2 separate regions of the Xenopus tropicalis genome follow, and region 2 is linked to region 1. The links are chromatin contacts, called in public Hi-C maps. All regions are on one chromosome and are shown on one strand. The core of a region is the stretch at or near the end of the contact, and the rest is flanking DNA. Distances in the headings are between cores, read along the strand shown.

Region 1 (3,098 bases), core at 5-2,504:
CCTTGTCATGCTACTTTACTGTACTTGCCTTGTGTAAAGTGCAAAAGAAAAAAAAATACTGGAATTTGGCATGTTTTTCTCACAATGCTAGTCACCCCCAGTATTCCTGTGTGTTTGTGTGCACCTGTTTTGTAAATAATGAAAGCTGAAGTTGCAAAGGAATTAATGGAGGAATTCTGTAGTGTGCAGCATCACAAAGGGTGTTTTATTGTGAGTCAACTGGCGCTTTGGGAAGCATCTAAAGCCGCCACACACGTAAAGGAGGCCCTTGTGCTCGAATGCTTTTTTTTTATTTTACTCCACTGCTTTGGTAGTTTGGGTACAATGTAAGGGCTCTAGTACACGGGGAGATTAGTCGCCCCGTGCCAAAAGTGGGCAGAGTGACAATCACCATTGATACATGTATGGAACTGGGTAACCCAAAACAGTATTAGGATCTGACCTCAGGACATTTAGTTAAGTCAGTACTACCATATACATGTGTGTGCATAAACTGTTAAAGAGTCTTGTTTCAGCCTTTTTTTCAGGCACTGGATTTACAGTCTAATTTTGGTGTCAGTGGTGGCCAGAGAGAGGAGGGGTGCCTTGCCCAAGCTTACAAGTATAGCTCTTCTCACAGGCACCGCATCCCTATAAAAACAGTGTATTTTATATTGCAGCCTTTATTTACTGAAAGTCAAATCAATAGGTAGTCATAACTGTAACATATAATAGTACAGTAAGGAGTAAGAAATAGAAGAAATGCATGTGGACTGAGTGGGTTTTCTTATTATAGAAGAGTATTTATATTTAAAGCCGAAGAGCAGGAAGAAAGGTCAGAAAATGGGAAAGCAGCAGAGGAAAGGTGGCTAAATGATTGTCAGGTTGATGCAGGAAATAAGAGGAGTGGCTGACTCAGCCTGTGGGATGTCCCCAGCAGTTGGAATGCAGTCTCTGAATAAGCACTTGTATTCAGCCTGGAAATCCAGAGAAACACACACAGCCTGTCTCTCTCACAGCGAGCCAGAGAAAGAAGCCAGTGTGAGGGGCTGTCTGTGTGAGTGACTGCTACTTCGCGGGGGCCATTGCTGCACAAGGAACTGCCACAGGAGCCGAGCCACTTCTTCACAAAAGTCTTTTTTTCCTTCCCCCGGTCCGCTTGCTCTGAGGATTTTCTCCTTTTGTTCTAACATTAAGAATAAGCGAGAGATAAAAGCCAAAGCGCACACGTTTCTTACTCTTTATTAACCCTTATTGGATTTGAACCCGGGAGGATGTATCCTATTGGGATTGAGCTGAAACCCTTCTGTAAAACAAAAGAGAGGAAGCGGCTGTCGGGGCAGCAGGGGAGCCGGTACTGAAGTGACAGAGAGTACAGAGGGGCTGCGAGGGGCTGCTCGCCGCACAGGGGGTGTCCCGGGATTGTGCGGAGCTGTAGGGTGAAGGAGCAGCGCTCGGGGCTGAGGCTGTGTGTGTCGGAGGAGGAGCAGCAGGCAGGGGAGGGGGAAGCTGCTGCTGCTGCTGCCGTCTGTCTGCTTGAAGGGGAATCGGGCTGGCGGGTAGGATCTGCCTTGGTGCACATGGTTTTCTTTGTCCTCCTCCTGCCGCTGTTGCTTTGATTCCCTTCTGCCTCCGCGCATCCCTTAACCCTTGGACGAGCTTTGTACTCAGCGCCCGGGATAATCGCACCAGGAGCCCCTTTTGCTTTACTGTTGCATTATTGTATATACATACACACATATATATATTTACTCCTTTATTCTCACTTCGGGATGTCTGGATTGCTTCTCTATGGCTGGGAGACACCGTGCAAACCTGGATTACTGTAAAGCTTGGGTCCCATCGCACTAAGCTCCCTCTCAGCACCGGGACCTACACCGATTGCAGGTACGGTATCACCATATTCCCATTATATTTCCTGGGGACCATCACTCTTTCCGATCATTAGCTATTCTATTCTGGTGGGATATATTTAGTAAGGGCTTCCCTGTGTTGCTGCCGACCCCCCTGTACCCGCAGGGCGACCCCTCTTCATTTAGTGTTGCCCACTCTTGTTATTCTGCTGGGTGGGATCGCTATTAAGGACATTGGGGGTGAGACAGGGCACAAGCTTTTCTGTTTGTGTTGTTGTGGGATCGGAGCCCCCTGCAGAATGCTGCGAGGTGACAATTACAAATGAATGGAGCTCAGATCATCAACCCTTTCACTGCCGGGCACGGTGGGGGCTGATTTGGACGAAGCAGGGCAAAATACCCGATTTGATATTCATAAAAGGCACAAAGCTATCAGGGAAACGATTGCAAGTGTAGTGTGTAGGCAAAAGTGTTTGTTATTATAATGATCTTAGTTAAAGCCGTGTTTACCCCCCTCTCTATTTAAATGTAATGTTTGCTGCCACGTCCTTGTGTGGGTTGCAAAGTACTTCCCGGAAAACAATATGTTGAGAAGATTTCCTTTCATCTGGGTCCCAAATGGGCAGGCAAGGCAGGAGCAAGCTTAGCACTGAGGCAGCTGCCCTCTTCACCCCCTGCTGCCCTCATCAGCATGGCCCATTCATGGCCCCCACTGGCTATTTTTAGCCACTCATTGCTTGCCCCATATGGACTGGCCACTTTGTCTGAAAATGGAGCTACACAGCAGCACAATCCTGCCTACACAATCTGTACAAGGTGTAAAAAAGGCAACTTGGAATTAACACAATGGACAGATAAACATCAATGATCTCACAGTCTATAATGTGCCTTTATCTGCCAACCCAAGCACTCACTGAATATGCACAGAATAGACTTACAGCTCTACCAGATTTAGCATTTAGATTTGTGTTTGTGTAGCTTAGCTCTATATATAATGAGAAGATATGTAAGGTGCACACCATAAACATTATCTATCTATCTATCTATCTATCTATCTATCTATCTATCTATCTATATATATATTTATATATATATATATATATATATATATAGATAGATAATGTTATATATATATATATATATATATATATATATATATAATGTGTGTATACGTATAACTAAAATGTCCTAGACATATAGAAATATATATATATGTAGATGTATTTTTCCTATATCTGTAAGTGCATATATTAAAAAAGCGTACAG
Region 2 (2,930 bases), core at 294-2,793, 50 kb before region 1:
TGACACAGGGGTACCCCAGAGCTACCACCACCTCTTCACTAGGCAGTAGCTCAATGGTTCCCTTCATGCTCAGCGGACACAGAATTCACACAAGTGGCAAAAAACTGAAATTATGGCAGTCAGATTCCACACAATAGTTTCAATTCTGTGACAAAATGAGCATGCAGTTCGGTAATTTTGGCAAATCAGCCATAATTGCAATTAATGCAGTACAACTGCACCAAGTGCATGGCCCTATTGCAACCACAATGACGTTTGCATTGCACTCCAAATTACATTTTCCTCACTGCACTTGCGGACATAAATGAGCCCTTAAATGTTTGGTGCATGTATGTGTATGGAGCAAAGCTAAAAACCTTAATAAGGTCTGATAGCTGGGTCAACACTGAATAATAATCGATAAAACCATGTGAATTTAATTTATTGATATCAATTCAGTCATTTAAATATGAGCACAACATACGGACTCATTAGCCAGTTGCATCTGGATGTTTTACATTATGGCCATTAATTATTTGGCTTTTCTCTCAAAGACTTAAATACTCTAGGTATAATTGAATGTGAGTATAGAGGTCTAAAAGGCTTGATGGTTAGCATTTAATTCTATCTGAAATATAATAGCAAGAAACCACAAATGTTCCAACATTTTTTAATGTTCGGTCTGCATTTTATGGGAAATTTAAATGAATCTGATTGGGTACTTAGGGAGTAATGTAATAACAGAGTGTGCTCCAGCTCTAGGCCATGGCAACCTATCAGAAGTTAGCAATTAATAATATGGTTTCAAAGGGCAAAGAACGTGATATATACCTCATAGAGCCCCTGCAGAGACACCCTTTCTGACCAGGGAAAAACAAACAGTTTATCTAGTGAAAATACAAGTGCACTAAATAAAACACCAGTAGAGAAATAATTTCATGCTAGTAACACAGCTTCAATCATTTCTTTGCAGCTATTTTTGTTGCAAGCCATTATTATACTATTACTAAGTAAAGGAAGCCTGGCTTCAAATCGCCCCCTACCTTGCTGTGGCACATGAGCATTCCAGTCTCCCCAGTATACCATAAAACATATGCCCACTGGCAATAAAGCTATAGATTTGACCAAAATTCAGCATATTTTTATCGCATGGATTTTCATTTTCATGGATGTTTATTGCTCCAACCCCCTCTTTTTTTTTAATACAAGTTACAAATTTTACCTTGTTGTTGACATCCTTCTACTTAAAACATAATAAATTATGGCTTACATCTAAAAAAAACTGGAACCAAATTATATGACTTAAGGAGATACCATTTATTAAACAGAATCTAATTATCCTAATTCACATAATAAGAAATATAAAATCAAATAATCTGTTTTCACTGTTATGTTTGTTCAAAATTTAGTGGTTCACTAGATGAATGGTTTATCTGGATAGACATGCATAGATGGCGTAGTATATTTCTGCCTCCCCTGAGTGTAAGCTGTTATCTGTGTTTGTATATGTGTGACACAAGCCTGCAGTGCAAGAGGAGATTTACTGCCACAACCCCTGCTGAGGCCCTATTCTCTCCAACTAGGCAGCAGGTGTGAGATCTTACTATTGTCCTTAATAGTTATTAGTGACTGATAAGAAGAACAAATGTGAGGTCACCTTCTCCTGCTGTGAGGTCAGCGGTTGCAGCATTGAAAGTCCCAAGTGAGCAGATCCTCATATAGTTTCTTTCACACAGTATATGTCCTCCTACATTTCAAATACCTAATTATCATTTACTGTGGGAGGGTGACTCAGGCTATGCTAAATTCAAAACATATTTCATACTTAATCAAATGCAATCAAAGTCATTCAGTGGTTTGATATAATGGCACTTGAATAATCAGCACTCAAGATATTGCAGGTTTTTCAACTATTTATAGGATAGAGCGAAGCAGAGAAGAAAATTACCAAGAGACGGCAAGTTCAGCTTTCTTATTGTTATTTATATTTTTCCTGAAAAGTGGAGAAAGGCAGTGTATTAGAGTGGCCCCTACTGTTTTTATCGGTTTTATGCATATTTTACTATGAGATGAATTTGAGTATAGGCCCGTGTGCAAGATCAAAACATAGCTATATAGTTCCTGCCATCTTTGGTGGCTATAAAAGGCATATAAAATGTGTTCACCTATCTTTTTTTTTTTTAAGAATATGACTATAAATTTGATAATGGCATTCCCACTAAATATAACAGCCAAAAGCTCTTCAGTCTTATCTTGGGCTTATAGTGGTTGGGGACTTTATCCATTTTTGGTAAGTTGAAAAATGTCAGAAACTGCCCCAGTCACTTATAGCTAAATGGCGGTTACCTGAAATCTCCAACACAGTTGTTTGTCAACCAATAGCATTCTGACAACGCGTCAAGCGTATAATCCCCATTTTTGGGACACTCATATGTATTTTAAGTGACTACAATAAACGGTGATTTTATGCAGCGATGTTTGGAGTTGCTCCGTGTAATTTGCTTAACGTAGGTGAGAATGTTGCCCTTGTAGGAGGTGACAGTTTAAAATTATGTGTTTTTTGCTCCCTAAAAAATCAGTGCGCAAAATGCCTGAAAATATGCCACATCCCATTGGTCAAGAATAATATATTGCATTGTAGATTTTCTTGTTGTTTTTCAAACAAAAAGGGATCCTTCAGGTGCCATTTACTAATGCTCTATTTTGACATGATTTATTATGCGACAAATCCGAATGCAAAAATATGCCATCGAAAACCTGTAGAAGTTTTAGATGTAGAAGTCAGTAGCAGGTATCTGTTTTACAACTGTAAGATCTTTCTTTGCATCATGGTTTTAGAGGTTTTGGGGGTTTTTTTATGCTGGCTTATGTAAAACAAAATAAAAAAAGTCATGTTTTTTTGCGTTTTTCTCTTTGTGCTTTTTCAATTCTGACTTTTTGATAAATGACTG

The links. A called contact is a pair of places that touch in the nucleus more often than the background predicts.
Region 2: a contact with region 1 is called in a Hi-C map of neurula embryo, with 2.3 times the contacts expected there. The contact joins the enhancer-like site here to the promoter of auts2 in region 1. A contact is called at or near these places in 2 of 5 Hi-C or Micro-C datasets (gastrula embryo and neurula embryo).

The regions. Positions count from the first base shown.
Region 1 is chr2:98,984,748-98,987,845 of UCB_Xtro_10.0, reverse strand. It overlaps auts2 (autism susceptibility gene 2 protein), which reads left to right and starts at 1,254. Exons shown (of 16, transcript XM_031896219.1): 1 at 1,254-1,287; 2 at 1,832-1,866. The coding sequence starts at 1,254.
Region 2 is chr2:99,035,539-99,038,468 of UCB_Xtro_10.0, reverse strand. No RefSeq gene overlaps it. Among named protein-coding and RNA genes, the nearest start is that of auts2, 50 kb to the right of the region's middle. Within about 2 kb of position 1,543, at least 1 of the 11 cell types and tissues checked has an H3K27ac peak or open chromatin away from gene starts, as enhancers often do. A contact at or near this core is called in neurula embryo, where this site is marked.